7 separate regions of the Mus musculus genome follow, and all the other regions are linked to region 4. Evidence: chromatin contacts called from public HiChIP or PLAC-seq data. All regions are on one chromosome and are shown on one strand. The core of a region is the stretch at or near the end of the contact, and the rest is flanking DNA. Distances in the headings are between cores, read along the strand shown. Region 1 has its middle 50 kb from the start of Mir125b-1. Region 2 overlaps Mir100hg (Mir100 Mirlet7a-2 Mir125b-1 cluster host gene). Region 3 has its middle 33 kb from the start of Mir125b-1. Region 4 has its middle 32 kb from the start of Gm36227. Region 5 overlaps Gm35835 (a long non-coding RNA gene). Region 6 has its middle 7.8 kb from the start of Gm40515. Region 7 overlaps Mir100hg (Mir100 Mirlet7a-2 Mir125b-1 cluster host gene).

Region 1 (2,737 bases), core at 41-2,540, 320 kb before region 4:
AGAGGCTCCACTCAGCAGCTGACTCAGACTGATGCAGAAACCCACAGCCAAACTCTGGATGGAGTTTGGGGACTCTTATGGAAGAACAGGTTAAAGGATTGCAGCCTTTAAGGGGATAGGAACACCACAGGAAGACCAACAGAATCAACAAACCTGGACCCTTGGGACTCTCAGAGACTGAACCACTAACCAAAGGACATACATGGTCTGGACCTAGGTCTCTCTGCACATATGTAGGAGGTGTGCAGCTTGCTCTTCATGTGAGTCCTGAATAAGTGGAGCAGGGGCTATCCTAAAAGCTGTTGCCTGTATATGGGTATAGTCTTCTAGCTGGGTAGCCTTGTCTGGCCTCAGTTGGAGATGATGCACCTAGCTTCACAGAGACCTGAAGTGGCATGGTGGGGAGGATACTGAGGGGGAGCCCACCCACTCAGAGAAGTTGGGGAGGGGCAATAGGGGCAAGGATTGTGGGAGGCAGTGACCAGGAGGGGGCCAGTGGGCAGGATGTAAAGTGAATACACAAAACAAACAAATAAAATGTTGTTGATGGAAACGTGAATAAATACAACCATTACAGAAAAAGAGTATGTAGAGGCCTCAAAAATTCAAGAGTTCTCCCATATGATTCAGCAATATCACTATGCAAAAGATATCCAAATTTAAATTAGGATACCCAAAGGATACGTATCCTGCAAGATTTTCTTGCTGTACTCTCCACAATAGCCAAGACTCAGAGCAGACCTGAGTGTTTAGTTAGCTGATGAAAGGACATGAGAGATATACTGCAAACACACAGGGACTGCTATTCAGACTTCACAAAAGAAGAAACCACAGTGCCATTGACTGTACGGATGAGTCTGGAGAACATGACACTAAAGGAAACAGGCCACACACAGAATGACAAATGCTGTATAAATCTCACTTCTATGCGAACTATAGAAAACTTGAGCTCCTGGAAGTCAAGTAGAATAGTGGTTACTAGGGACTTGGGAAGGGGAATGAAAACCTTATTTCTTTCTATTTGTCCCAGACTCCTTTCTTTATGACTAATGATCTTTAAACATATATGAAACCAACCACTGGGGTTTTTGCCCTGTGCTTTCAGTTCCCCTAATGTTGATTCTTTTTTCCTTTTCCTTATTTTCTTTTCTTTAAAATGAACCCTTGTGTTTCATGTTCTTTACCCTTGAAAAATGCTACCAAAGGTTGTGATGAGTCACAGCAGCTTGGCTTAAGAACTATCAACATAAAATATCCAAATATAATCCAGTCCCACATGATGCTCACCCATGAATTATTCATACAATCTGATGAGGACATTGAGAGCATTTGTAGTCAGATAGCTTGTCTCCAAATGATGAAGCACACATCTGAAATGGATCACGATGCTCTCACTTGCAGATGGGGAACCAGGGCCCAGGAAAGCACAGGAACTGAGCAGCACTAAGTAAGCAATGAGGAATGTAACATCAAATATCTCTACTGGGGACTCAAAACTGAGCAATAAATCTCCACCCACCCCTTTCTCTCTCTATTTCCTGGAGGATGCTTGAGTTTATTTTTAAGAATTGTGTACAGGTGGAAGGAAAACACACACTCGTGAGGACTTTGACTAACCCAGATGCTAACTGTGCTCAAATTCAACTGCTAGAATCCTAACAGAAGTCAAAGTGGCTAAGGCCAGTGTCTACCCTCTGCTTCTTAACTTGGCACGCATGACCCTTTGTGACCCAGTCCCACCCAACTTTGCCAGCATTGGCTGACCCGCTAACTCTCTAATGAAAACTGAAACCTTAGGTACCATTCTTACTAAACTCTCTCCAACCAGGTATCTTTACCATTGACTCCAACATAAGCTCTCAAGTCTGGGACAAATAGAGAGAGATACGGTTTTAACTCCCCTTCCCAAGTCCCAGTTGCTGTGAGGTAAAAGACTGCAACTTCCCGTAAGTACCTGCAAGGTAGTGGCAGTACTGACTCAGAGTAACAAGAAAAGCTTCCAATAACCAGAGTTTACTTGTACAATGGCTATTTGAAAAAACACAGAGTCTCACATGTCTTGAAGTGTTGGGGTGGATGTAGGCATGCCATGAGGTGCTATTTGAGAATTTGATGAGTCTCAGAGTCTCAGAGATCTTAGGATATCATCTGTACACAACTCAGTTCCCATCTTTCTTTGGGTCATCACAGGATTATCAACCACAGGACTTCCTCTCCTGCCATAGTATGAACGTTTGTGGCCATCCCAAAATGAGCAGGCTGGCACTGGAACTCTAACATGATAATTCTCATAAGTCAGGAGTAAGTAGGTCATAAAAGCTCTACCTACCTTCGTGAGGGAGGCTTGAGAGCTTATAAGAAGTTTGGAGGGAACTGGCTAGACCCTCTTTATCACTTCTTCCCTCTCCTGGACTGTGATCAAAGTGCCGTCTAAGAAGCCGTGGCCAGACCCTCACCAGATAACAAAGTACTCTCTTGGACTTCTCAGCCCCTAGAAGTAGAAACAGGAATTTTTGTGCTTTAGCATTCATTCTGGCTCACAGGTATCATTCTAGCATCCCAAAGGAATCCCCTCAAGACTAATGAATCCAGCCTATCCTGCTCCAGAGTCACACTCACTTGGGAACTCTTAGCCCTATTCTGGAGTCTTGTATTTGGTTGCTCTTGTGTTTGTTTCCGTTTTCTAGTCAAGACTAGGAATTAGATACCAGTTTCTTCATTCTTCGCCTTGAACTGT
Region 2 (3,049 bases), core at 441-2,940, 440 kb before region 4:
TTCTCGAGAGCTTTGCAGGGTCTGTCTTGCTGTAGATTTCCACACATATAGCACCCAGCCATTGCTTGCCTCTAACATCAAAGGGGCAAATCACTCACTGATGATGCTCTTGTGGGACTTTTCCAGACACCTCCCAGCCTTGAGGAAGGGAGTACACCCACAGTAAAGGTCATCTTAGGGTCACTTTGCAGGCGCTGAAACAAGCAGCTTCCCAAGGCCTTCCTCCTTCTGGCACAAAGACAACTTAGAACAAATAGGAGCCCATTTCAGAGCAAGCTCTGTGAACTACCCAAGTTTGGTGAGAATCAGCAATGTGCATCCTTTTCAAGAGCTGGCTAGTTTTTTCATTCCCTCAGCATGTAATCAGCTGGCCCACACAGGCTTTAGTGAGCAAGTGAAGTGGGTTCTCTTTGTTTTACTTTGGGTTTGGTTTTTCTAGCAGCTTTAGAGTTCCATACATTATAGCTAAGTTTTACATTTTGGGTTGATTTTGTATATAGTTTGTGATAAGGGTTCAATTCACTCTTCTGCATGTGTGTAAACAAATTTCCTAACCCTGCAGTCAGTCAGTCAGTCAGTCAGTCAGTCAGTCAGTCAGTCAATCTGTCTGTCTGTCTGTCTGTCTGTCTCTCCATTGTAAATCCTTTCCACCTTGTGAAAATAATACATTTACTATAAGGCATATCATTCTGGGCTTTCTATCATGCTCTGTTTATCTATGCATCTATCTGTGGTTTTATGTAGAACCACAATGTTTGGATTATTGTGGTTTTGTAGCATATTTTGAAATAACGAAGTATAATACCTCTGGCTTTGGGGTTTTTTTTTTCTTTCAATATTGCTTTGGGCATTTGGGGTCTTCTGTGTTTCCTGATGAATTTTGGGGTTTCCATTTTTCTCATTCTGTGGTGAATGACATTGGAGTTTTGATAGAGATTACATTGATCTGTGTATGTTTCTGCATGGGATGGACATTTTAGCAGTGTTATGATTTTGCTCAGTGGGTAAATTCTGTGTTTTTTTTCCATTGAAAAAGACAGAAGAGAGACAGAGATAAAGAGAGGAAAGGCGAAAGAAGGAGAGGGAAGCAAAAAAGCAAGGAGGGAGAGAGAGGAAAAGAAGCAAGGAGAAAAAAGAAGGAAGAAGAAGAAAGAGGAGAGAGGCAGAAGGAAGGAGAGGTAAGACAGGAGCAAGCAGATGGAGCCTGGTAATTAGAGTTGATCATTTTAATATATATATATATGTATATATATATATATATATGTCACAGAACATCAAGTTGTATATTCTAAATGCATACAGTTCACACAACCAGTGGCAGGAACAGAGAGAGAGAGAGAAAGAGAGAGAGAGAGTTAGAGAGAGAGACAGAGAGAGAGACACACACAGAGACACAGACAGAAGATAGACAGAGACAGATGGAGATGGAGATAGAGACAGAGGGAGAGAGAGAGAGAGAGAGAGAGAGAGAGAGAGAGAGAGAGAGAGAGAGAGAGAGAGAATTGTGTTCATAGGCAACCCCTATTTCTGAATCACCATCTCAAAGAATCTGGTTCAGAACTGGGTGGGTCCCAGGAATCTTAATGGTTACTCAACTTCCCAGGGGACTTGGCTGGGTGGTCCTGGGGCTGCACTTGAAGAAACACTCCTCTGGAATCTCAGCCTCTGAACTTTCTAACCTTGTTACTTCCCAAAGGATGATGTGGCCTCACTCCACTCAAATGTCCAAACAATACATAAGATTCTTTGTGATTCATACTTGTGTCCTTATTTTCTGACTCAACAATTAATTCCTGGTTAGGTCAGTCATTGAGCAATTTTCTTTTGCTCAGTCAGTCAGCCCCTCTCTTCTGTGTGCCAGACACTGGAGAGACAGGAATCCCAGTCCTCCCCACTGAACCCACAGAATGGCAATAGCAGTAACGATGGTTCTTCCAGCACTCTATCCATGTGCACAGTCCATGCAGCTTATGTTACTGGCCTATTTCATTCTCTACCTTTTGGTAACCTGTCATGAACCAGAACAAAATCTGAGAATATAAATATAGACAGAGAATCAGAAAGTAGTCTGCAGCTCATTTTTTACCCTTAATATATGTCTTTAAGTTCTTTGTGTCTATCTTTTTTCTTTTAATCGATTGTTCCCTCCCCTCCCCTCTTCTCCCCTCTCCCCCTTCCCCTCCCCTCCCCTCCCCTCCTCTCCTCTCCTCTCCCCCCTCCTCTCCCCCCTCCTCTCCCCCTCCCCTCCCCTCCCCTCCCCTCCCCTTCCTCTCCTCTCCTCTCCTCTCCTCTCCTCTCCTCTCCTCTCCTCTCCTCTCCTCTCCTCTCCTCTCCTCTCCTCTCCTCTCCTCTCCTCTCCTCTCCTCTCCTCTCCTCTCCTCTCCTCTCCTCTCCTCTCCTCTTCTCTCCTCTCAAAAACAGTGCTCATGCACTTTAGGCAAGCCCAGAACTTACTGTGTAGCCTAGAATGGCCTGAAACCTGATAGCAATCCTCCTGTCTCAGCCTCTAAACTTCTGAGATTACAGTGTGTACTACCATGAATGACCCAGTCTTTCTTCATAGTAGCTACAGAGAATCCCACTATGGAGGTACTGTTTTGTCTTTGACCACCATTCCCCTGATGAATTTGCATTTCACTAGTTACAAATAGTCCCCTTATAAACTTCAGAGCAAATATGATATACTCTTCTTTTAGAGGATGAGTTAAGAACAGTTAGTGATCCTGCCAGGGCTTCCCCCCCCCCCCTGACACTAGCATAGTCCTCCCTGCCTCAACACCAACAGTTCTTTCTTTATGTGTTACTACCTCCTATGATTCTCACAGGCTAAGTGCTGGACTCTGTGGAAACTACAAACTCACACCAACCTGACTTCTCTTGGGACTTCAAGTTCACCGGAGGAGTGCTAACGGAATAGACTCTAGGAGCTGTCTGGGAATGGAGGGTGGAAACTGCTCTAGAAAGAGGTGTTGAATGATTGCAAACTCACCAGTCATGCTGATCATCACTGGAGGAAGCATGTGTGTGCGTGTGCGTGTGCGTGCGTGAG
Region 3 (2,933 bases), core at 371-2,870, 340 kb before region 4:
GCTGTGGCAGTTAGCATAACCAGTGCTAGGCAAGATTCAACCGCACTGGCTGCGGTATGCGTGGCCAACCGGAGTGAGGACAAATCCCATTCCGTCTGAAGACTGTCTCCTGCCAGAGATCAAATGCAGCTCGCACATACATGACACCAAGCAGAAGCAAGTACTATTCCATTACAAATGAAGCAGAGAGAGCCAGAATTATTTGGTCAGCTTGGTATTCAAAATGGTTGAGATTCTGACCTTCCCACTCCTTCCTTAATTATCTTGATAATTTTGGCAAGAGGAGGTTTGTGGGGTGGAGAGGGATAATTCTGAAAGAATTAAATAATTATAGCAGTCAGGAAATCCATCCAGGGTTTTATAAATTCCTGCATAATAGTTCAAAATCTCTTGATTTTTCATCGTGTATAAGCTAAATTCATTAGCACATACCTTAGATCATCTGTTAGATGCCTAGCAGTGTAAAAACACAGGGCCTGTGAAGTGTTTTTTTTGGTTTTGTTTTGTTTTTAATCTTGACTTTTACAGAATAAAAACTACCACCACCAACAACAACAAGAGAACAGACATGTTGCATTTAAAATTGTACCTATTTCTTTCTGGCTCTCAGCTTTTCTTTTAATGCCGCAGTAATACCACTGTTCATTTCCTGTTCAACTTCAAACCTACCTTTTGATTCTTCCAATGTCCCTTAGGCTAATGTTTTCACAAAGAATGAAATGAACAGACAGAAACAATTAAGTGAGCAGATACAGTGAAAAGGAACACCGGCTGCCGCTTTCACACGACTGGAAGTGTAGGAATGAATTCTGCTTGGAATCTGATCCTCCAGCCACAGGGCTTTTGCTGCTCACATCATTTTTCTTCTGCAAACCCCCCTCAGCCCCCAGTGTACTGCACGCCACTTTTCCTTTATGGAAGGAAAAGATCGAGGCACACAAAGAAAGGCCCAAATACTCACAGGCACGGGAAATATTTTCTCTGCCTGTTACTAGGACCGGATAAGCTCCAAGAAAGAAAATCCACCTAGATATTTTAAACTGGGGAATGTCTCCCCAAAGCCTGGTAAATGTTCACATGTGTCTTCATGAAATTTGTAATATGGATTGTTTACACAGCCCTGATTGAGGGCATGAGCACCATTAAAAAGGATCAAGTCGGTTTAGGGATGGAAAATTGTAGAAACCAGAGCTGTTATCCACAAGGAGAAGTGTAGGTTTTGGTTTCTTTGAAACAATAATACGCAGGACTTGATATTAAAAGGTATTTCAACAGCCAAGAGTAAGCTGTTGGTGACCCTTCGAAGTTCTATAAGGAATCAACAAGGTGGTAAGTCACTCTCCTCAAACAGGTCTGAAGGCAAGTGTTGATGACATGGCTGGGGCTCTATGACATCTCCTTCTCTCTCTTTCCAGTAGCACACTAAGAGATTTTCCATGGCGGGAGCTCGGCACTCCTGGAGTGGGGTTTACTTTGTTCAGGCGTTGTGTTGGTATTTGAGGAGACTGGCTACAACTCCACAAGGCGGTTGCTGAGGATGGAGCCTCTGTGTATCTCAGAAGACTGCAGTTCTTACTGCTAGGAGACTGCATGGCTAGTTCCCTCTGAGTTAAGCTTCTATTTTTGAAGCCCAGATGCAATAAGGAGGTGCCTATGATAGACACAGAATACAAACCCCACACAGCTTAAAGCTGGCAGATGTCTTCTGCAAAACGATGCCACACCTTGACCCTGAATGAGGAAGAAGGCAGGGATCCATAGGATTATCCGGAGTGGAAAACATGGCTTCCACTTCTAATTTGTTTTTTAAAAACGGAATCATACCTATGAATTTCTTAATAAAATATCTTTCTTGTAAAATGTAGTCATTGTATTTTTATTGTTGTTGTGATGGGAATGTATCTTTTAATGCCATGGAATAGTTTAATGCTGAAATAGCAAAGGGCTAGAGACAGCTGGAGTAAACATAAAACAGCTATATACTGATATTACAATGGATTTTTTTTTTAACTTGAGATTCCAGGATGGGTAAAATTCTCACTACACCAAATGGCTGGTTCCATGGAAATTGACCACACGTAATAGGGAGTGTTTCCCTGGAAAACCAGGCACGTTATATCACTTGAAAGACCTACTGCCTCCTCTTTGTTATTTACTTCTTTAAAACCTACAAATAAAACACCTAAGGAGTGTAGCGATATGGAGCACTCCAGTAAGGCATTCTTTCAGAATTTATAAACAGTTCCAGAAGCAGTTAAATTAATGAGTTTTCAGCTGTCTGTGCAGAACTTAAGCAAAACAGGATTTTTCTACCAGGCATATTAAGATCACTTGATCATCACCATGCTTGTCTTTTTGACACACACAGAAGAGGCGAAGCTAAAATGTCTCTGAATGGTTGTTCCAGTATAGCATTAAAAGCTAAAATGGCCAGACAGAAACCAAAGAATAAGAGATAGGTCAGGGTGACAGTAGACAAAAGATCATTAAAAAGAACCTACTGAAAGTGCCTATAGTATCACAATTATATGTCTAAGTATGAGATTATAATACATTGGGGAACAAAAGAACCTACTGACATAGATCTTATGAAACCTGTAAGTCCACAGTGACTTACCTAAAGATCTATCCTGAACCCATGATGAGACATTGTTCGGGAAGATCTTTATGGACTTTATAGCACAGAGGAGCTCTCAAAAGAAGAGCTTCATTGATAACAAGGGGTCTCAAGTCCAATAACACAACTCCTTCTAAGAGACTATGGAGAGACAAGGCACACAGTGGGGAGGTCGTATGGACCCAGAAGCAGGAACTTCTACTAGCCACAAGAGGTTGGAAGACACACATGGAACTGGCTCACTGTGAGCCCTTAAAGCAGGAACCACTTTGATTTCAGACTTAGGGCTTCCAGAACTGTGTGACAAGGAATTAAT
Region 4 (2,737 bases), core at 166-2,665:
AGTCAGCCACCACCAGCTAGCTCTCCAAGGGCAGGACCTGAGGCATCTGCCAGATGGGTGCTGGCTTTTGATCAGCACCGAGTTGAGCCAGAGACCTGCTTGAAAGCCGGCAAGCTCCCTGAAATTAGCTAGCAGAAATCTCCCTAGCTTCCTTGACCACATTACTTGAAGAGTTTGAAGACAGATTGGAAAAAAAAATGCATGGATGGGGACCGCACAGTAAAGACCAGACCTTCTTTTCCGAGGACAAGTCATTCCAGCTCAGCCAAGGGAGGCAGGGCACCCTTTCTGCTCTCGTGGGTGGAACTGTGTGTCTTGTGGCCAGATTTAACTATCAGTGCCCCTGCACTCAGCGTGCAGTCTTTTAATCTCATAGGATAACACCTGTAAAACCCGAGACTACTAGAATGGGTCCCCAAGCATCCCTGCCTGGTGTGTGACACGCAAAGGGCTGTTTACAAGACATATGATCATTCCAGCGGGTCCACTCAGCAAGGTCTGCTGGAGGCCTCATCTTTTCAAGAGGTCCTCTGGGGTGTGGGCTGCTATCCTCAGGAAACACAGCTTGCATCCTTAAGGGAGATTCAGAAATCCCCCACAGCTGTTAGGAGGCTGTGTCTGGCCCTGGAAGGAGCAGCCAGGCCAAGGGTTAAACAGAGGCTCAGCGTGTTCTGTGCCTGGCAATAGCAGTCTACATGACTCCAGGCCTCTTGTCTCACAAACCAGTTCAGCTTATTCGCCCCAACCTTCATAAAACCCAGAGGTCCGTCCTAGATCGACAAAGAACTCCAATTCTCCCCAAGCAGGCTTCGTCAAGGTTCAACTGTTGACTCCCGCCTGAATCTCCACGTTCACTCCCTCTGGTCACCCTAGCTGCACGTCTGTTCAGCCCCCCTTTCCTTTGGGGATAAATCAGCGTTTGCGTTTTTTTGTTTTAATTCTTTCAAAGGATGAGGAATGTTGACACTCCTGAAACAAGCCTCTGATGTCTGGTTAGACTTCAGACGGCTGAGTGTGAGCGTACGCTGACGCAATCGGGCCGATTGGGTTAAACCAAATATTACAATCGCAAGAATTCATCTGGAACTAATAATTTTGAGGCCACCGAAAGTAAAAGGGCCCTCTTTGGGCTTGGCCAGTGGCAGAGGCCAGCTCGGGCCAATGCTGCCACCTGCCGTGGGCGCGGGGAACAGGGCGCGCCGCCTCGGCCTTCCTGTTTTGTTCGCGACCCCTATGCACCCACGCAAGGCAGGTTCCTCGCCAGCCAGACCAGGGCTATTTTTAAAACGCTAGCGCCTGTCCCCAGCCCTTAAGGTAAAGATAGCCAGTCTGGCCGCTCACTGTCTTCTCTGAAAAAGGACCTCTTCCCAATTATAGACCCAAGACTGGCTAGCAGGGCACTCGCAGTTGGAGTTCCATTAAGCAAACAACCCCTTGTGCTAAAGAGATCGTGTGTCGCAGGCTCACTTAGAGGAACGCTCATTTAAGGAAGATTGTTTTATTTTGCGGGAGATGAAGGAAACACACAACTCTGGGTTCTGTCGGCACATTGCTGAACTGCAAGTCACGTGCCAGATCCAAAAATGATGAAAACATCTGTTTTTGCTTTAGCCCAGCGAGGCCCCGACGGTGGGGAGGGGCAGGGAAGGGACCGTGGTGGCTTTGCTCATGAGCGCCATCTGCCGAGCCTGCCGGGGAAACGCGTGAGATCCCGGCACAATGCAAGTTGCCGCTCACCCCCGGGGAAAGGAGAGATCAACAGGTGGGGGTCTGTGCCCGGGAGACCACTCTCCTCGGAGGGCAACCCTGGCAGTGCCCTGGGAACTCTGCAACTCTGAGTTGTCTCGGGGTGTTCTCAACAAAGAGATCTTTCCCTGGTGACTGCTCTGGGGCAGAGGAAGAGACCGAGGGTGGCAGCGAATGAATTCTCAGGTTGGAAAGGAAGGCGGTAAGGGGGAGGGGAGGGGCTCTTGGTGTGCAGACAGTAAAATTTGCGGTTCGTGCCGGCTGAAATCTCCCAGAACAAAGAAACCACTTCCCAGCTCCCGCCCTGCACTCCCACCAACCAGCTCTCTTTCCTGCTATGGTTGTGCAGTAGGTCTGAGAATGCTCCAGAGTTCAGAGATACTACTGTCGTCAGGCAGAGCTTGTCCATCCCTTTCTGTGTAACTCGTCCACCCTCAAAAAGCCAGTGGTGGATCCCAGCTCTGAACAGGGACCTCACTGACAGCCATGACATACAACCTTAGCGTTTTGTTCAGTCTTCCCCAAGTTATTCATTGCTTGCCTGCCAAGTGCCTAACACTCCGCACAAGTGTTTGCAAGAAGTATATATGTGTACAAATACGTCAGAGGAAAACGTGTGCGTGTCAGCGTTACACACAATGACAGCTAGGACCTCAGAGGCAGGGAGAAGAGTACAGACTAGGGAGGGATGTAGAATCCACCTTTGGTCTCAGTGAGGAATTCCTTCCCCCAGCCTGCTTCTGCCCTAGCCTCCAGCCCTTACAGATAAGCCATTCTCAGCCTTTCTGGGAACATGGTGTCAAGGGACCATCATTTGCCTCCTGTCACTCCAGGTCAGCCGTGATCCAAGACCCAGGCTCCAGTCTCAGTTGTCTTTTCCTTACCAGATGGAGGTTCTTAGGTGTTACTGGGTAACTGTATGTGCTCCTACGTACCTGCTTTCCACAGGTGACAAGGGGTTAATAGAAAGAGCAAAACACTGGTCAAAAGA
Region 5 (2,700 bases), core at 67-2,566, 290 kb before region 4:
AATATTCACAAAAATTTCTGTTATAAGTGTTGTCATGGTCACGGTGTCTCTTCAGAGCAACAAAGTCCTGACTAAGACAGCACAAAATAAGCCAAGCAATGTCATATGTATAAGGCTGACCATGTTCAGTGTCTTTGGTTCTCACCAGCATACAGCTCCAAAATGTTTCATCCTTACACACAGAAACTGCACCCACTGTACCTCATATAGCTCCCTACTCCTTCAAGTCCCCATCTACTTTCTTCTTATGAATGTGACTAGTCTAGATATTTCACATGAGTGGACTCCTGTGGAATTTTCCCTTGGTGATTGTTTATTCCACTTAACAGACATCCATGCCTTAGCATGCTTCAAACTTTCCTTCTTCTGTAAGGCTGAATAGTAGTTCCATGTGTATACATGTGTACATGTACCACATTTTATTTATCCACTCATCTGTTAATGGATATCTGACTTATGTTTACCTCTTAGCTACTGTGAATAACTCTTCTTTATCTGCTTTGATATTGCTTTCAAATGTTCTGGATATATAGATCCCAAAGTAAAATTTGGGGGAAATCACATGGAAATTTTATTTTTGATATTTTTCAAAGACTTGCTGCACTGTTATGCATGGAGGACAGACTTGTTTCGCATGACGACACGATGCCCAGGCAGACATGCAAGAGCCAGCTCGACCATCTCAGTGTCCCTAAGGATGCAAATGGGGGGCTTTGCCTGTCAATCAATGCCCTGGACCAGTACCGAAAATTGTTTCTAGGATCAATTTTAGTCTAGTAAATCTTTGGTTCCTATTTTAATGTTCCTTTTTTACTTTCTTCCTGTGTGTAATGAATGTATGCAGTCACACAGATACACCACGGCTGACATGCAGAGGTCAGGGGTCAGCTATGTATCTTCAGTTCTTCCCTTCCATTTTTACATGGGGTCCAGGAACCAAACGCAGGCCTCCAGGTTCGCACAGCGAGCTCTTTCTCTACTGGGACTTCTCACCGGCTCCTCTTTGCCTGTTCAATTTTATTCTCCCCCTGTTTCTCTCCTGTTCTTTATCTAGTTTTTTTTCTTCTTACCTCCTTTAGCATAAATTTAGCAGCATGCCTATTTTTGAAGCTATATCTCAGATACAAATCATAAACATTGACTGTGAGTTTGGAGAAAAAAAAATTACAGCAAAAGAGAAAACAAGTGAACCCATTCAAGAGAAACATTGAGGCTCCCGACCCAGGTTTGGTGCCATTGTGCTTCCAATATGTTTTGAATTAGGTTATGTCAACCATGACTACAAGCTGAAAACATTCAAAGCAACCCTGGAACAAGGCATATTTGGTTTCTTCCAAGGGAGTTTTCAAAGTATACTTAAGAGCAGAACTCTGGAATGTATAAACACAGGGGAAAGGGTGGCAAGCAGGTCATCTTCCTGGTCCACGGCATGGAGGCTTTCGAAGTATCCAAAGCTCGTTTCTCTCATCGAGGTTGCTTGGAGAGTTGATTCTTCTTTAGCCTCCACACTTGCACGGGAGAGGCCACTCAGAAGGAAGTGAGCAGGGGAAGAGTCTGAAACAAGTTATGTGGACAGACATGGTATCTGTCCACAGTCCTTAGACTCAGATGGGATTTATTCCCATTTCACAAACAGTGCATGTTATTGTGGTGGCCTGACACCTAAGAAAACAGAATGGAATATAAGTTATAAGGGGACAAAGATTTTTCCTGGGGAAAACAAAGATATTGCTGGTTTTATACAGAGTAGACAGAAAACTTATGAAAGAAAATTTCACAAACCGTGAAAAGAAATCTACCCGACTACAGAGAGACGGATGAATCACTTAATAAGGAACTCGGCCTGCTCACATCCGCAGTCCTGAAGGCATCCCTACAGTGAGTCACAGAGTCTGTCTCAAGGTTCCCAATGTTCTGCCATTCAGGACTGGTATACTTTGAACACCTCACTCAGAAAGTAGTAAAAATAGGCCACTCCAGAGAGGTCTTTTCTGCAAAAGCCATGTGTCTTCTTTGGTCATGATGCAAGTCAAATGAAGTGTCAGACCACACAGTCCTCTGTGCTCATATGTCATGTTTTCATTACAGTAATAGTACAACTTTAAAATGTAAGGGCTTACATATTCATTACAATTCTAGGTAAGACAGGCTCCTTGTCAATCCAGTGCTGCCACTCCTGACAGTGGGGATGGTGGTGATGTTGGTCATGATAATGTGATATGTCCTGTTGTGAGGACAAGAGCAGATCCTGTATGTAGCACATCCACAATTTTCTAGGCTCTTGTTTCCTAAGTGTTAAGCAGGACTCCTGCTGTTACAGTCACCGTTATCACCTCTGCTTACACCACTGGTCTAAGATGGTCTATAGCCACTGATAAGGCTGCTTGTAGGGTCCAAAGCTGCCTCTATCATTTGTAATCTGTAGAACTCTGGGAAAGTCATCTTCTGCCTCAGTGGTCTTACTTAGGAAATAAAGGCAATGCCTTATACTCTATCTATCTATCTATCTATCTATCTATCTATCTATCTATCTATCTATCTATCTACCTATCTATCTATCTATCTATCTATCTATCTATCAACTATCTATTTTCTACATGCCATCTATCTACCATCTACTTTTCTGTCTTCCTATCTATATTCTGTCTTCCTTTAATCATGTGTCGGTACTGTTTTCTTTACCATCTGTCTTCTATCTAT
Region 6 (2,860 bases), core at 64-2,563, 300 kb after region 4:
TGCTTTCCCAAGCTGACTGATACTTCGCTTTTATGTACAGGGTTTATTTATGTGCAATAGTGTGTGTCTGTGGGAGTGTCTGCTACATATGTGCAGGTGCTTGTGGAGGTCTGAAGACAGTGTCAGAGTCCCTGAAGCTGGAGTTACAGGTAGGTGTGAGCCATCCAGCCTGGATGCTGCGAGACAAACCTGTGTTCTCTGGAAGAGCAGTAAGCACGCCACCATTGAGCCTTTTCTCCAGCCCTGAGTTTGATGTTATACTCATCAACTCTGAGAGCGCTGCTTTGCATAAATACATGTTACAAGTATATTTAGGACTATTTCAGAAATTGTTAGCAATTCTGTTCTAATCCCAAGACCAAATTTTTTTTTCACAATTTTTATGACACTGAGATCATCATACTAAACAGCAAGTTTTGAAATCAAGCATTTTGGCACACTCCAACTGGAAGATGTACTAGTTTGATATTCACATGCTGAGTAGTGACAGCAGCAAAACAACCAAAGTTCTCGCTATCCATAGACCATCATACGTAGAGGAGACTTCGCATGCACTGTAAGCAATGTGGTTCTAAGACACAGTGGGCTAGAAGCTGAACTGAGGTGTTCAGGCGTGTTTGCAGGTGCTCGCAGCATGGACATGCACTGTGCAAAGTGCCCGTTTGGAGCACCCAGACCCAAGGCTGCAGTCAAATAGCACAATGTAACATGGGTTAAGCAATGCCAGAAACACCCACTCAGACTGTGCAAGAAAAGTGGAAGATACAATTCAGTATTATACTACGCTAAGGAACTACAACTGCACATCTTATATGTGACGAGGGGACTGTTTAAACAATTCGTGGCAAAAAAGTCTATACATTAAACAAAAAGAAAACAAACCAAACCGCAAAAGGAACAAAATCTTTGAAAAAGAATGCATTGAATCTGAAGAAAACAATCGACAACTTAAAAAGTTTCCTCTTAGCCGGGCGGTGGTGGTACACCCCTTTAAACCCAGCACTTGGGAGGCAGAGGCAGACGGATTTCTGGGTTCGAGGCCAGCCTGGTCTACAAAGTGAGTTTCAGGACAGCCAGGACTACACAGAGAAACCCTGTCTCAAAAACCAACCAACCAACCAACCAAAAAAAAAAAAAAAAAAAAAAATTCCTCTCTTAAAAGACTAACTTGGCTCTATGCTTTTAGGCCAGTGTGAGGGGAGTGGTTTTGCCCCACATAGGCTCCTGGCTGATCTTTCCCCCTGACCACACCCAGAAAGAGCCTTGTGATCGTGGACTGAAAGGTCTGGGACCGAACCATTACAAGTCAGTCACACCCAAACACAGAGGACACACCTCGCCTTAGTCATAGCTGTCAGACCTGGTGAACTTTGAACCACATGGGAAAGGAAAGAAGAAAAGAAAGGGGGAGCTACACAGTGAGATCCTGTCCAAAAGGTGAACACCCCGCCCCCCACACCACCAGAACAACAACAAAACCACAGCTCACAGGCTGGGGATGGTGAAGATGCGTTAAAAAGACAGGAAATGCAGTCCCGAGAGACAGAAGTGTTCTGTTGCTATTAACCTCAATTCAAGATTTTTCCTTAAGACACATTATCAAGGCAATGAAAAGACAAGCCACCTTGGAGTAGATCTTTTAACAGGTACATAGAAACGTTTGTGTCACTACATACAGAACTCTGTAAATCAAGAAAGCAAAACCGGGTGTGGGTGGTGGGTTGGCTAGATTTCTGTCAATTTGACACAAGCTAGGATACTTTTGGGACACGGGGCACCAGTTGAGGAAATGCCCCCATTAGACTGGTCTGTGATGCATTTTCTTGACGATTGATGGGCGAGGGGGCCAGCTCACTGTGGGGGGGTGCTGCCCCTGGGCTGGTGGTCCTGGGTTCTAGAAGGCAGTTTTTGAATAAGCTGGGAGGAGCAAGCCAGCAAGCAGTGGTCCTCCACCGCCTCTGCAGCAGTTCCTGTCTCCAGGTTCCAGCCCTGACCTCCCTCGGTGATGTTTGGGTCTTTATTCACAGCAATAGAAGGCCTGGCTAGAACACAGATGTAATTCCAGCACTCAGGAGGCAGAACTGACACAAGTTCAAGGTCAGCCTGGTCTACACTGAGAATCCAGAACATTTGGGGAGATTTAGATAAGACTCTAGCAACTACTACTACAATTACCACCACCACTAACAATTTGGTTTTTAAAAGGCCAAAAGACTTGAACATATAGGAAAAGATGTAGTAATCTGTTTTTTTTTTGAGGTGTTTACCTGTATTAGTCGTTGAAAAATGTAAATTGATCCACACTAATGCCTTGAGAATAAAGATTGGCAATATTGTTAGTAAGACTGTGGGGAAAGCAGAATTCTCACATTGGTAGTGGGACTATAGGATGATACAACTGCTCAGGAATCCAGTTGACAGTTTCTTATAAAAACTGGACATAGGGGCTGGAGAGAACTCAGCATTTAAGAGCACTGGTTGTCCTTGCAGTGGACACAGTTAATTCCCAGCACTCATAGAGGCTCACAACTGTCTGAAACTACAGATGCAGGGGTCATGATGCCTGTTTGGCATCCTTGAGCACTGCATGTGCACGGTGTGCAGACAGACACACAGGCAAGACATCTGTGCACATAAAAAAAAACAATTAAAAAATTGTAGACAGGTATCTCCCCTACCAGCACTGAGGTAACCAAGGATTGAAACCCAATCTTGGACTACAGCTGTCTCCTGAGAGGCAGACTCTATCTCTGCATAGTTTCCCATCTTAGAAGTGTGAGGCTGTGCTGAGTCTATCAGGCGTAAGACACCAGGATATACCCTGCCCCGAACCCAATGTCTACACTTGTGAAGGGTCTGA
Region 7 (2,850 bases), core at 34-2,533, 410 kb before region 4:
GAAGCGCTGCATTTCCAAGTACCGCCACTTTTCATCCCGTAGGAGACAGGGGTGTGGGAGATGATCATGATTGTCTTTCACAAAAACCCTTGTGGGTAGAAAGGGCAGAGACCATATCTGTTGCCTCCCGTTTCATTCCGAGAAAACCCGGCAAAGGGCGAACTCACTGCCCATGGAGAGTTGTATAGAGTTCCCACCAAATCCTCAAATCTGTAATATGCTGAAATGGAATGCAAAGCTTTGCTGTGGATGCAGATTGTGGAAGTCAAGGACCATACTTTTCTCCCATAGCAATTCTAACATAAAGTAATCTCTTTCACTGCTGACACCGGAAGTTCTAACTCAATAAAAATATATTTTCTTCCAGGGCTACCTTGGTTGGTGTTCAGCAAATGGGAATAATGTTTCATAATGTTTGGATCTGTTTTTTTTTTCTTTCTTAATTTATCTTTTGGGTCATTAGGTTATTCCCTACTCCTTGTTAGCTTTTCCTCTGTACACACGTGCCTGTACACATGTGCCTGCAGATATGTTTAGTTTGTATGTGGCTCTTACTGTTTTAGTAATATTGATATGATATGGGTATAATCCTGAAAAGTGGACTCTGTCATCTGTACATGAAATAAGACACTAAGAACTCAGAAAGGAGACGGCTGTCAGAATGGATGTTGCCTTTATTGATTTATGATTCCTATTGTTTCACATCACCCCTTATCACAACACCTTTTTACTGGAGTCCATGAAGAATGGAAAGCAGAAATGGACACTACTTTGCTTTGTAAAACACTACATCGCAACCACACTGTGTTCTATGGTCCCCACTCCCGCTTTGTTAAGGTCGGGTTGGAACGTCTGATTTCTCTGCTTAGTGAAAAAGAACTGAAGAACAGTAGACAAAAACTGAGCCCTTGGCTTTCTTCACTGACAGAATAGTGCTTGCAAGGTTTAAAGAGCAGAGTCTTCACTGTTCATATTTTGCAAACAAGATCATCTTTCCAACAAATGGCGGTGTGTGGAAGGTTAGAGATTCAGATAAGCACAGCTGCTTGATGGTAACTTTACTAGCCCACTTGGGAAGTGACCAAAGCACTATTAGATAAGTTAAAAACCAAAACAGCATGGAAAAAAAACTTTTTTTGCCAACTTCTTCTTCTTGACCTGCTGGCAGAGACCAATGGCTGTGTTCTCTATCTTGAGACTATCTCTTGTGGGCCAGACCGGATGATCTAATAGGTCTTTGTAATCTCAAATACTGTGACTTCTATCCCCAAGTGAACTACATAGTTTGTTTACATAGAAACACTCAGAGACTGAAGGAAATGCACTATGACTCACACTAAGGAAAGCAAGCCAGGGTGACTCAAGTGGCTTTCTTTCTAAATAGAAGTAAATTAAAAGCACAGAGCTTCCCTCCAGCTCCTCTCCAGCATCTTGATAATATGTAGAGTTAGAGCACCAGAGTTCTTTGATAGTGAATTTGTTTTTCTACCACAAGCAAATCGTAAATATGATGTTTTGTGAGACCAATAAACATTTGCTGCCCTTATCAAGACCACTCTTTGATGGTGACTGGTTTAATTGTTTTACTTTCAAGTTGTATCCCAGCCGCTTGGGAAATTTAAAAATGTTAGACAAGATAGAAAAAAATTAAAAATTGCTATAGAAACACAAACCTAATATAAATAAAGTATAACCACTGTTCATTTCAACCTTATTAAGGATTTGTTTCTGTGCTGTGGGCCACATTCATCTAGACAAATGAAACATTGGGAGAAATTATATTTTTAGAAGATTGCTTTTCTATAACTAGGTTGGCAAAAACATTTCTAAGGACTCTCTTTCCTCTGTGTTCTAGAAACATCTTGTAATTTCTCTACCAGATAGTACTTTGAATAGCCTTTTTAGGACTTAAAAAATTACAGCTATTTATGTTGTTGGTTTCGATATGCTCTGTTTTAAAAATCAAATACACTCAAACCTGGCACTTGGCTCCTTTCAAATAGGTGTAGGCAAATCAAGAGATATTGCTTCAGGAAGACTTAAAATTTCTTACCTGGTTTCTTGCTCAATTAACTTTGGGACACAGTGGTTAAAAACTGTAGTCAAGATAGATCTTTAAAAAGGTGGAGGAAAGCAAATCCCAGCATCAGCTTTTAGAACATGCCTCGAAGACAAATGGATAAAACTGTAGTCCATTCTACAGTTTTTCATGTACTTTATAAATATGTGTGCATATTATAATTTGGTGACATAATTATATAATTATGTAATAATATAAATGAATGTATATTGTATATAATAAATATAATCTTAATATATATAATTATGTTGTAAATTGTCTAGGTTTACACCTTTTCATATATATATATATATACATATATATATATATCAATTGTACAGAATAATAGGCTCTATATGATTCTCTCACACATGTGTATAATGTTTCCTGGTTATGGGACAGTATTTGTGGAGGAGGAGGCTGGATGTTGGTTTTTCCTTTTATACCTGCTTACCAATTTATGGTTAAATGATTTCTGTTTGTTCCTAAATGTCACATAATATGAGAAGAAAATACGCTAATAGAAATCAAGATACAGAAATGGTTATGTAGAAAACTAACACTGGGGGTTGCTATATTACAAGCTGCGGTTTCAGATGAAAATAACAATTGCGGAGGATTCTGTCAGAGGTCTTTATGCTTGATCTCCACCATGCGTCCTCTTCATTCCTGGGCCTGATTTATTCCAACACTGAGAAGACAAGCCGTACAAATATTTTCCTTAGTGACACCTATGACTTATTGCCAAAGTGATTTTGTGGCTTATCACTATATTTTAAAAATGTAATTTG

Evidence for each region. HiChIP or PLAC-seq counts read pairs in DNA pulled down with a chosen protein or histone mark.
Region 1: a contact with region 4 is called in an H3K27ac HiChIP or PLAC-seq map of SST interneurons, with 6 times the contacts expected there. The contact joins two enhancer-like sites. A contact is called at or near these places in 2 of 15 datasets of contacts at CTCF or cohesin (the NIH/3T3 cell line and stem cell-derived epiblast-like cells), 3 of 484 Hi-C or Micro-C datasets (embryonic stem cells, gonadal supporting cells and growing oocytes), 17 of 115 datasets of contacts at active chromatin or transcription factors (SST interneurons, VIP interneurons, craniofacial prominence and 12 more) and 1 of 9 other capture datasets (embryonic stem cells).
Region 2: a contact with region 4 is called in a CTCF HiChIP or PLAC-seq map of the NIH/3T3 cell line, with 9 read pairs. The contact joins two enhancer-like sites. A contact is called at or near these places in 3 of 15 datasets of contacts at CTCF or cohesin (the NIH/3T3 cell line and large pre-B cells), 7 of 484 Hi-C or Micro-C datasets (the C2C12 cell line, the N1E-115 cell line, adipose-derived mesenchymal stem cells and 4 more) and 24 of 115 datasets of contacts at active chromatin or transcription factors (astrocytes, bone marrow-derived macrophages, cardiomyocytes and 15 more).
Region 3: a contact with region 4 is called in an H3K4me3 HiChIP or PLAC-seq map of craniofacial prominence, with 8 times the contacts expected there. The contact joins two enhancer-like sites. A contact is called at or near these places in 2 of 15 datasets of contacts at CTCF or cohesin (both in the NIH/3T3 cell line), 21 of 484 Hi-C or Micro-C datasets (LSK cells, cerebellum, cerebral cortex and 12 more) and 21 of 115 datasets of contacts at active chromatin or transcription factors (SST interneurons, astrocytes, craniofacial prominence and 16 more).
Region 5: an H3K27ac HiChIP or PLAC-seq map of the NIH/3T3 cell line shows a contact between it and region 4, with 6 times the contacts expected there. The contact joins two enhancer-like sites. A contact is called at or near these places in 3 of 15 datasets of contacts at CTCF or cohesin (the NIH/3T3 cell line, embryonic stem cells and stem cell-derived epiblast-like cells), 9 of 484 Hi-C or Micro-C datasets (cortical neurons, embryonic fibroblasts, embryonic stem cells and 4 more), 16 of 115 datasets of contacts at active chromatin or transcription factors (the NIH/3T3 cell line, a colorectal cancer cell line, craniofacial prominence and 11 more) and 1 of 9 other capture datasets (embryonic stem cells).
Region 6: an H3K4me3 HiChIP or PLAC-seq map of pro-B cells shows a contact between it and region 4, with 5 times the contacts expected there. The contact joins two enhancer-like sites. A contact is called at or near these places in 1 of 39 promoter capture datasets (the SN4741 cell line), 1 of 15 datasets of contacts at CTCF or cohesin (the NIH/3T3 cell line), 2 of 484 Hi-C or Micro-C datasets (the HL-1 cell line and embryonic stem cells), 16 of 115 datasets of contacts at active chromatin or transcription factors (T-cell acute lymphoblastic leukemia, bone marrow-derived macrophages, differentiating embryonic stem cells and 8 more) and 1 of 9 other capture datasets (embryonic stem cells).
Region 7: a contact with region 4 is called in a CTCF HiChIP or PLAC-seq map of the NIH/3T3 cell line, with 27 read pairs. The contact joins two enhancer-like sites. A contact is called at or near these places in 11 of 39 promoter capture datasets (the 3T3-L1 cell line, 3T3-L1-derived adipocytes, cranial neural crest and 7 more), 1 of 15 datasets of contacts at CTCF or cohesin (the NIH/3T3 cell line), 4 of 484 Hi-C or Micro-C datasets (the C2C12 cell line, the HL-1 cell line, cortical neurons and 1 more), 19 of 115 datasets of contacts at active chromatin or transcription factors (the NIH/3T3 cell line, VIP interneurons, a colorectal cancer cell line and 15 more) and 1 of 9 other capture datasets (embryonic stem cells).

Annotation. Positions count from the first base shown.
Region 1 is chr9:41,630,686-41,633,422 of GRCm38.p6, forward strand. No RefSeq gene overlaps it. Among named protein-coding and RNA genes, the nearest start is that of Mir125b-1, 50 kb to the left of the region's middle. Within about 2 kb of position 1,291, at least 17 of the 459 cell types and tissues checked have an H3K27ac peak or open chromatin away from gene starts, as enhancers often do. A contact at or near this core is called in the NIH/3T3 cell line, SST interneurons, VIP interneurons and 1 more, where this site is marked.
Region 2 is chr9:41,513,686-41,516,734 of GRCm38.p6, forward strand. All of the region lies in intron 3 of Mir100hg (Mir100 Mirlet7a-2 Mir125b-1 cluster host gene), which reads left to right. Among named protein-coding and RNA genes, the nearest start is that of Mir100, 16 kb to the right of the region's middle. Within about 2 kb of position 1,691, at least 54 of the 459 cell types and tissues checked have an H3K27ac peak or open chromatin away from gene starts, as enhancers often do. A contact at or near this core is called in the C2C12 cell line, the NIH/3T3 cell line, adipose-derived mesenchymal stem cells and 3 more, where this site is marked.
Region 3 is chr9:41,613,326-41,616,258 of GRCm38.p6, forward strand. It overlaps a transcript of Mir100hg not described here. Among named protein-coding and RNA genes, the nearest start is that of Mir125b-1, 33 kb to the left of the region's middle. Within about 2 kb of position 1,621, at least 30 of the 459 cell types and tissues checked have an H3K27ac peak or open chromatin away from gene starts, as enhancers often do. A contact at or near this core is called in SST interneurons, craniofacial prominence, embryonic forebrain and 2 more, where this site is marked.
Region 4 is chr9:41,949,651-41,952,387 of GRCm38.p6, forward strand. No RefSeq gene overlaps it. Among named protein-coding and RNA genes, the nearest start is that of Gm36227, 32 kb to the left of the region's middle. RefSeq lists an enhancer at 1-2,737. Within about 2 kb of position 1,416, at least 231 of the 459 cell types and tissues checked have an H3K27ac peak or open chromatin away from gene starts, as enhancers often do. A contact at or near this core is called in the C2C12 cell line, the NIH/3T3 cell line, SST interneurons and 13 more, where this site is marked.
Region 5 is chr9:41,658,910-41,661,609 of GRCm38.p6, forward strand. It overlaps Gm35835 (a long non-coding RNA gene), which reads right to left. Exons shown (of 5, transcript XR_379295.4): 5 at 1-1,662. Among named protein-coding and RNA genes, the nearest start is that of Gm35835, 77 kb to the right of the region's middle. Within about 2 kb of position 1,317, at least 34 of the 459 cell types and tissues checked have an H3K27ac peak or open chromatin away from gene starts, as enhancers often do. A contact at or near this core is called in the NIH/3T3 cell line, a colorectal cancer cell line and embryonic fibroblasts, where this site is marked.
Region 6 is chr9:42,247,953-42,250,812 of GRCm38.p6, forward strand. No RefSeq gene overlaps it. Among named protein-coding and RNA genes, the nearest start is that of Gm40515, 7.8 kb to the left of the region's middle. Within about 2 kb of position 1,314, at least 48 of the 459 cell types and tissues checked have an H3K27ac peak or open chromatin away from gene starts, as enhancers often do. A contact at or near this core is called in T-cell acute lymphoblastic leukemia, where this site is marked.
Region 7 is chr9:41,544,723-41,547,572 of GRCm38.p6, forward strand. All of the region lies in intron 4 of Mir100hg (Mir100 Mirlet7a-2 Mir125b-1 cluster host gene), which reads left to right. Among named protein-coding and RNA genes, the nearest start is that of Mirlet7a-2, 9.4 kb to the left of the region's middle. Within about 2 kb of position 1,284, at least 53 of the 459 cell types and tissues checked have an H3K27ac peak or open chromatin away from gene starts, as enhancers often do. A contact at or near this core is called in the C2C12 cell line, the NIH/3T3 cell line, a colorectal cancer cell line and 3 more, where this site is marked.